Linked DNA regions of Zea mays: region 1 is linked to region 2. The links are chromatin contacts, called in public Hi-C maps. All regions are on one chromosome and are shown on one strand. Each heading gives the region's core, a stretch centred on a gene start, on an enhancer-like site or on the middle of the called end of the contact. The rest is flanking DNA. Distances are from core to core; before and after follow the strand shown.

The links. A called contact is a pair of places that touch in the nucleus more often than the background predicts.
Region 1: a contact with region 2 is called in a Hi-C map of leaf, with 9 times the contacts expected there. The contact joins the promoter of LOC100501758 here to the promoter of LOC103626513 in region 2. A contact is called at or near these places in 7 of 25 Hi-C or Micro-C datasets (bundle sheath, ear, leaf and 2 more) and 1 of 3 datasets of contacts at active chromatin or transcription factors (leaf).

The regions. Positions count from the first base shown.
Region 1 is chr5:70,366,392-70,371,324 of Zm-B73-REFERENCE-NAM-5.0, forward strand. LOC100501758 reads right to left here and starts at 2,407. Exons shown (of 1, transcript NM_001196421.2): 1 at 800-2,407. The coding sequence starts at 2,288. The coding sequence ends at 1,005.
Region 2 is chr5:70,005,806-70,010,133 of Zm-B73-REFERENCE-NAM-5.0, forward strand. It overlaps LOC103626513 (Translationally-controlled tumor protein-like protein), which reads right to left and starts at 3,053. Exons shown (of 5, transcript NM_001301465.1): 1 at 2,974-3,053; 2 at 2,681-2,754; 3 at 1,606-1,731; 4 at 1,351-1,508; 5 at 405-694. The coding sequence starts at 3,001. The coding sequence ends at 577.

The DNA of each region.
Region 1 (4,933 bases), core at 1,157-3,656, 360 kb after region 2:
TGGAAAAAGAGAAAAAAAAAAAGAAAGATCCATCTTTTCCTTACTGATAGTAGAATAGAATTCAGGTAGCCGGCAGTACATACAATAGTTATTAGGGCCAGTCCAGTACAATTGTATTTGCTGTAACTTACAATATCCGGCACCGGCAGGTAGGGACAGGTGAGTTGAATTAGTCTGCAGAAGATAGACGAGTGGCGACAAAGTGATGACGAGGTCTCCTCTCACTCACTCACTCACAGCTACGTGCAGCTCAGCCGGTGCTGCCCCCTTGGTGGCCTGCACATCTCTCCTCAGAGTCTGCTCATGGAAATCTTGGTCAGTGCTGTGTTAGGTGCAGGCCCCGATCCTCAACCTCCGGAGTCAACCCTTTGATTCCATGTCATTTTGCAGACGAAAAGCAACAGTGGCCGTCCCTCTGAATGAACGAACAAACGACTGGATTGGGTGTAAAGACGAAAAACAGCAGGATAGAAAGGAAAAAACGAGTTCATATTCAGTAGTTGCCCTTTACCCCCCTCTGAATAAATGGACGAATGAATGACTGCCTGAAAATTGGGTGTGAGATTCAGTCAGCAAAGCACACGGAGGCGAGGTCAACAGCAAGTTGCAGCTGGTCCAGTTGGATTGCTTTACAGTTAGTTGTTGGGGAGATGAGGAACAGAAGAAACTATTCATTATTCAAGATTCGACGAGGAAGCACAAGGGGTTCACAAATGCTATGCTCTCTAGCTGTAGCTCATTGCTGCATACAGCTATGCTCTTCAGCATCCACAAGAATCAAATTAATACGCACACATACTAATCCAACAAGATGTTAGTTCTTTTTTTTTTTACATACAGCAGGCTCATCATCTACAGGGCATGAGAAGCAAGAGAGGCGTTGTTTTACTGGCAGTGGCAGGGTAGCAGTACAAATCAAAGAATGGTACAGTACAGGGCAATGGGGGGAGAGAATAATTTGTGACCCCCCAAAGCAAGCAAGCAATTCGTCGACGATCGTCGCCTCAGAAGGAGTGCTGGTGCGGCGGCGGCACGCCTGACGCGGACGCGGCATTGGCGGTGCCGGCGCGCGCGCTGAGCTCCATGCAGCGGACGACCTCCGCGCGGCAGGCGACGACGCGGTGGAACACCGCGCGCACCTGCCGCTCCAGCGGCGCGAGCCCGTCCTCGAGCGTCCGGCACGCCGCCGCCAGCTCCTCGGCGCGCTCCGTCACGTCCCGCGCGCGCTCCTCGCCCACGATCCCCTGCCGCCGCTCGTCGTCCTCCTCCTCCTCTTCCTCCTCGGCGATCTCCTCGAGCACGCTGTTGAGCTCGCGCGCGGCGCGCTCCACGGCCTGCATCTCCGCGAGGAGCCCCGACGTGGGCGCGGAGCCGGAGCAAGATCCCTTCTTTTCCTTGCGCCTCCACTCCTCCGCGATCCTCTCCTGGAGCGCGGACATGGGCGCCGCCCACTGCGCCTGCTTCGGCGGCGCGACGGGGGGCCCGGTGGCCCCGGACGCCCGGTCCTGGCACGGCACCGCGCCGACCAGCGCCCACATGGCGAAGACGAGGACGGAGCTCATGGTGTAGAGCGCCAGTCCGAGCCCGCACCCCGCGCCCGGGGCGGCCGCGGCGGGCGACAGCGGGTGCGGCAGCGGCGCGAGGTGCGCCGCCATGGCGGTCATGTGGCGGCCCGCGGACCAGTTCTTGGAGACGCTGAAGGAGAGCGCGCGCATGGTGCGCGAGGAGGGCGAGGCCGCGGAGCCGCCGCAGGCCTTGGCGGATGCGTCGTCGGCGGGGAAGAGCCTGGAGATGGCCCTGCGCGCGCGCGCGAGGTGCGCGGTGTGGAGCGACGGCGCGAGGAGGAGGCAGGACGCGGCGGCGAGCGCGGCACGGTGCGCGGCCCGGACCGTGGTCAGCGTGAGGGATGCCGCGTTGAGAACGTCGAGCGTCTTGACGGCGCGGTCGAGGAGGTCGCCGGCGAGGCGGTCGGCGGGGGGCCTGGCGATCGCGGCGGCGACTGGGGCCAGCGCGAGCACTCCGCGGAAGGCGTCGTCAGAGGAGACGACGGCGTCGAGGAGCTCCGAGAGGAAAGGGAGGGTGAGGAGCGACGGGGAGCCAGGGCCAGGGGTGGCGTGCGCGGAGAGCGCCTGGAGGCGGGCGGCAACGTGGGACTGGAGGGCGTCGAGCGCGAGGAGCTCATCGTCCTGCGCTGGGTCGAAGGAGGCGACGGCGGTGGCGCTGCGGCGGAAGCTGAGCATGCCGAAGAAGCCCATCCCGGAGGGCGGCGGCGGCTCGGCGGCGGCCATGGCCTTTATCGGCGGGTCTGGGTCTGGGCCTGGGCTTTGCCTTCCTTGGGGGAAGAGGATGAGGAGGGACCGAGGGAGGCGGAGTCGTCGTGGTCGGAGGAAAAGAGTGGAGGGGAGGGAATGGTGGGAGTGGGACACCGCGGCTTCTGCGGGGCCGCCATTTATATGGCCTCGACGATGACGGCCGGCGGTGGTGGCCTGGTGGGCTCGCATCCCCTTCTGCCGATGGGCTGCTGACGCGTGGGTCCACGGGCAGTTGGGCACCACGTGTCAGTGTGAGGACGGACGAGACGCGTGGACTGGTTCGTTGGGACTTGGCAGGCGGCTGACTTGGTTGCCTGCCACTACGTCTACGTCTACGTGTACTCCTATATGTTTCGCCTGCTGACTTGGCTCGCCTCTCTTGTCTTTTGTCTCGTCTGCTCGATTGCGCGATGGACCATTTCCATTTTATTCGCAATTATTCTTCTCCTTTTATTATCCTATATATTTTGGAAATAAACTAACCGGCAACTACTATATCTCTGCCTTATCTTTTCTTCCTTTGTTTGCAATAGATAGGGATTCTTTAGATTGGTTAGTACTAAAAAAATAAAATTTTAGCTAGTCGATTTTCAATGGGAGGCTGTTGGAATCCACCTCTAATTGGTTAGTGAGTTATTTATTTATTATATACACTATTAGCATATATTAGCAATTTCAAACCTACTAATGAAACTACTTGTTATTAGTCCTATAGCTAAAAATTAGTAAACATACCATCCACTCATGCTGATTTTAGTTGATATATTTTTAGCACTAATGGATAAAAATATGCGCATATCATGGGAATGGTGAATTTTGTGGAGAAATATATTACCGACATCTTAGTTAAAGGATGCAAAATATCTAAAGTTTGATTAAATTCATTCGTAAAAAGTAGCAATATTTTATGACACTAGACGTGCATTGAAAAAACACATTTCACGATAAATTCGATGTGTAACCGGTGCCACATCAAGATAACAAGGGTACTACAGGATGAGACTGTTGTAATACCCTACGATGAATATATGCAAGCGAGATCTAGTTTACACACTCTGATCAATTGTGTCTTGGAGTGTGCAAAGTTCAAGTGCTAAAAGTCCAGCCCCTAAAAAACAAAACACCAAAAGTCCCGAGACCAAAATTCTAGTGCTTTGTATCTTGATTTTCTCCTTTCGTTTATAGCTCAATTAAGGGGAGAGTTCAATGACATGACGAGGGGCCCACCCTAAAGACTCAACTACTACTCATAGTTGTTGACCCATACATGATGTATGTTTTCATTGTGCCACAATGACGAGCATATTGTGCTAAAGTGGCCAATACGAGAGCCCATGATATTGGGTACAACGTAGGTGGAGTACATGCAACTACATATACTTTATAATGATTATGTGTACATCTATATCCCCAAGCATGACTACATGACTAATGTACCCGCATATCGTACATAGTATTCACAGATACACATGTAGTCTTGTATGTGGCTATAGTGGTTGTTGCACCTATACGCACATCATAGTCTCTATGGGTATTACTTATAATGTCTCGGGCATGGCTATAACATGCCTTTTGACCATAACATTGTCCATCACTATAAATGTGATGGAAGGAAGCATTATCTAATTAGCCCAATATTGCATGTTGTTTTGATTAGGGGAGCACATTATGTCGGAGTCATGCTGCCTAGGGTTTTTTGCTATAGGGATCGAATGGGTGAAGAGTGGCCACATGATGTCGAGGTCGACCCCAATCATGATAGCTCATTAGGAGCAGTTGAGGAGCCAACGAACATTATTGGAGAAAGGGGTTTTGGAACCCTAGTGTCGATGTATCGATTAAGCGCCAGCTAGTAAATTTGTGATGCATGTTTTTAGACCCGGATGATGTGCAAGTATGACACAAGGGTTATACTTGTTCGACCAAAATTTCTACTCCAGTCTTTGATGGCTTTGCACTACCGGTACCTGATTGCTCGTAGTAGGGGTTACAAGCGAGGCGGGTGAGGGAGAAGCTCTCAAGTATCTAGTGTGTGTGCGCGCGCGATCTATTGAGTTGTGGTTACGACCTTGTTGTCATTGTTTCTGGCCCTTCATTTTATAGCTCAAGGAGAGTGTACATTACAATTGCTTTCCCCGTAAGGAAAACAAAGATGGGCCCTTTGCTTCATGTCAGTGACATCTCCCCCCTTGTCGTACGCTGGTCCAATAACCTCGTACTTGGTGACGTGTCTTGGTCAAGGTGTCTCCATGTCGTGCGTGCGGGTATATATAGTGTCATGTGTCGTCAAAAGACCTTGATTCTGACAGGGGTCGTACCGGAGTTGGCAGCATAGTGCCATGCATTTCCGGAATGGGCTGCCACGCTAGAGGCTTCATTCGTACCCTCCGGTTCCACTGACTCCCCAAACCTCATATATGGATCGTCCGCAGTGTTTCTCATGTCCTTGTACGAGGGACGTGGGGTTCTACAATTGATTTAGACGCAATGAATATGGGGGTTAAGCGGAACGAGGACAGCCCTGACTCCATACCACGTCGTGATGACGTTGCTGTAGTGAAGGCGGTAGGGATGTCAATTTAGCCCGCAAACCCGAAACCCGATGGGTACCCAACACACAT
Region 2 (4,328 bases), core at 1,803-4,302:
TCTTTTGCAGTTGGTTAGAGTCAAGGGACTCACAACGTGTTAGAACTAAAAGTGAAAGTAGTGGAATGGAAGATGTGTACTGTTATACTGATCTGTACATATATTTATACATGATAGTATGAACTTTGGTATCATGTCTCATGTTCGTGCTTCCTAGGAAGGGGTGTATTCAAGCATCATAGCTTTCAAGCATTTCTACTTGCATATTAGTATGAACTTTGGTAAGTCCTCGTTTGGATCTCTACAGATAATAATTATCTATTAACAATTAACTCATATCCAATTCTTTAGTCCAAATAGAAATACTAATAATAAACTCACTTCTACTTTCGTCAAAAACAAGATTTTAATGAAGAGATAAAAATATAAAATATAAAAAGACTAACTGAAAGGCAATCACAACTAAGCAATAACACTTCAATAACAATATTGAGCTTTAACAAGCAATCCAATCTTGGGACAATTTTTTCTCAAACAAACCCTTTTGAGTTCAATTCAGCCAGGACAACTATAGTTTTGGATATAATAATAGTACATAGATAGTACCCAACATGGGTAACTAATTTCGCCGCACGCCTAGCACTTGATCTCCTTAAGACCATGAGAGAAATAGAGGAATGTCGGATTAGTGGCACCATCCTTGTAATAGGCGAATACCACAGACGCATCATCCTTCATGGACTCACCAACAAAACTATTAAAAACATAAATAACAATGTCAATATTAGACATGTAAATGACAACAATGTCAACATTAGATTTAACAAAAAAAACAAACATTAGACTAAATTATCAGTTACAAAGGACTATCCTTACATAAATGCCAACATTAGACCAAACTACAGAGAGTTGTGAATAAATCGTGGTAGGAATAAAATGTAATATGTTAAGCTATTGTCAAAAAACTATTGTGGCAAAATAATGCACAGCAGCATGAAGAGGTTAGAGCAGCATTTTCAGGCAAACAGGAGGTTACAGGCAGACCAGTGTATTACATGAACAAAAACAATCTGCCCAATGTGGGATCACAAAGTCTAGAGACACAGTCTGGAGACACATTTGTGTATGAGAATACCAAAAGTTCTAATTCATATTAGAAAAAGATAGGATGGTACAATCTGCAAACGTGGGATCACAAAGTCTATATATACATTTGTGTATGAGAATACCAAGTTCTAATTCATATTAGAAAAAGATAGTATAGTAGTTCACGCTGCATTGCTATAATAAGTTAACGATAGATATGAAATGTATTATCAATAGATTTGGGTATAGAACTTGCAGAGGATATTTCACATAGCATTACTAAGCTAATAATAGATATGCAATGTATTTATTGATAGAACTTACAATTGGAGGTCCTTCAGCTTGCTAAGGAGAAACTTGGTTGCACCCTCGACACCCTTTTTGAACTCATCCGCTTTCTCTGGCTCCAACACAGCAGTGAGATTCTTGATGTATTTTTTGATGTAAGACACAAATGATTTCTTGTCAAAAGGAGGTTGCTCCTGTAAACAGGATGCAGGGATTAGTACCAAAAAACTATGCACAAGGTACATTCAAGCAAAAAAAAAAAATTAGCCCTGACATTTAGAGGGTAGCAACCTGTAGACGGAATGTGTCAACAATATCAACCACCTTCACAGCTGTGTCATCAACGCTTTCGTCCTCACCACCCTCGGCGGATGGATTGGCACCAATGTCCACATCAACAGGACCTTGGGTGACCCACTGCAATCATCCAGCACAAACATAAGTAACAATCACACAAAAACAGCTAACCAAGTAATGGATTAAGCAAAACAGAGTATTATCGCTGCACAATCATGACTACATAACTTAATAAGGGAGACCAATAAATGTTGGTACAACACCAAGCATACAGAAAAAAACAAACACTCAGGCCAGGGGTGCGCATGAAAACATGTTGATGCACCTCCAGGTTACACTCATGAACCAACATAGGGCCTGATTGGTTGCCCGCATATAGGCCAACCAGGCTCACGGTATGCGACCGTAGTGTGTTTGGTTGTAGGTTGCATCCACGTAACCAGGCGCGTGCTACTTTGCCGCTTGTTTGGTTTGCCGCATATGCATCAGCGCCTGTGTCTCGCGATGCAAAAAAGGAGCTCGGGCCAGGCTCTGGAGATGCGACCAAAATCTGCGCATCTGTGGAGCCAGGCTCACGCGATGCACAGCCAGGCTGCCGCGGGCCTGGCTCGCTCGGCCATGCTGCCTAGATACGGCAACCAATCAGGCCCATAGAAGTTCTAGCCTGTGAAGACAATGAGACCAAACTAACGGTAGCATACATCAATTTGAACGAAGGGTAAACTACATGGCATACCACAGCAAGAAAGTTACAAATGTGGAGAAGTTGGCACACATCAAAATTAAGTTTTGGTGCAGCTGCAGGTCAGTAATGAGTCCTGGTATGTAAAGGCAACTAAAATAATCTAAAAATAGCATAATAGTTTGGATAAACTACATGGCATGCCACATCAAGCAAATTACATCTAGACTAAAAAACCTAGCGCAGGAAAGAACCTAACAGCGCCATAGGTCACATACCAACCACACAGGTACTGTCTAAACACATGATACTGACTGCATCAAACAAATGATATCAGAATATCGGATCACAACACAAGCTAGCCATCCGATGATGGAGCGAACATACCTTTCCCTCGACCTCCCACAGGACGCCGTTCTCGAGCTCCTTGTAGGTGAATGAATCCGACAGGAGCTCGTCGCCTGCAATACACGCGCGCACAGTAATTCAGCGAATCGATCGCAGATCTAGCCACCCAGGCCGCAGCAAACGATGAGATCGACTTCTCTACCGATCGCGACACGACTAGAACAACACCGACGGTAACCGGATCCGGGAATCGGGAACCAGGCGAAACAAAAAAAAAGGAAAACAAAAACAGAGAAAGAAATACTGAATCGGTTGGTAAAATTCGCACGCACCAGATAGGAGATCCTGATAAACCAACATCTCAACGCCGGCGGATTATCGGTTGCTCGTGGGGACGAAGGGACGATGTCGGAGGCGGCGGCGCAGCGAGCAAGGGTTGGGCAGCGAGGACGGCCGCGGCGCATTTATGGTGGCAGGGAAACATCCGGGCCGCGGTGGCAGCCGTCCGATCCGCGGCCCCGACGGCCCAGATGCTCGATCCGCCGTGACGGGCGCTTTTGGGAAAAGAGACCCTCGCCTTCGTGGAGAATTCGGGAGGAGTCCTCGTTTTTTTTTCTTTTCTGTGGGGACGGCCCGGACGCGGGACGTGCGAGAGCGTCCGATCGGGTATCTGCGCCGGATATTCGCTCGCGGACGGCTAGGATGTGCACGTGCGCCTACGCCATGGCCGTGGGGCCTGGGGGGGTCAGCGTTGCTGGCACGCAACCTGGGCTCTGGATGAAAGTAGGATGGGAAACCCGAACCGACCGTTATTGTATTATTGATTTTGTCAATTTTATTCCGACTATTATCAAATCCGATTAATAAAACAAAAACAGGACGAAAACGGGATATCAAATACGATAAGAAAAAATGAAAACGTAGAACTATTTTTCCAACCGTTTTATCGGGATCTCGTTTTAAATCAGGATGATCTTGTTTTGTCCGGTATTTTCAATTCCAGAAAAGTAGACATGATGCCCTGTCTTGATCCATAAGCATTCAGCCCATAAACCAGCCACACTAGCTTTCTCTCCATGGGCCCACGGCTGGCTCCATGCTACGAGCGACCAGCCCACCACAGTATGCCAGGTCTCCAGCAGTCCAGCCATCAGCCAACTTGTAGCTCTAAACGCATCCACGCATACTGCTTGTTTATTAATTAACGTGAGCACATTGATGTTGCTTGCATACTGCTTGGTTGCTTGCACATTTAATACTGCTTACATACAGCAGAAGTTTGGTCTTTGCTAATGCATGAATAATGTCAGCATCTTGTTTACTACTGTTTGGAAGCATCACATTGATTCAAAACTAACTTTTATGTTGTGATTTTAGCGATCTAAAATACTGGTTACCGTTCGATTTCTGCATTTACCCAGCCGTATTGTATCGTTTTTCGATTCCCGTAATTATCCCATTCGTTTTCGTATCCGATATATCCCATTTTCGTTTCCGTTCCGCAAAATAAATATGAAAATGAAAACAGTAGAAGTGTTTTCCCGACCGTTTCCGACCGCTTTCATCCCTACCATGGCTTCCCATGTCATGTGTCGGAACGGAATCAGGCCTCCACCGCGTTCCGTGCCATGTTGTGCTGCTGAACGGTCCAAAAAATAGCTAAATTGATTATGTTTTTACTTTTTTA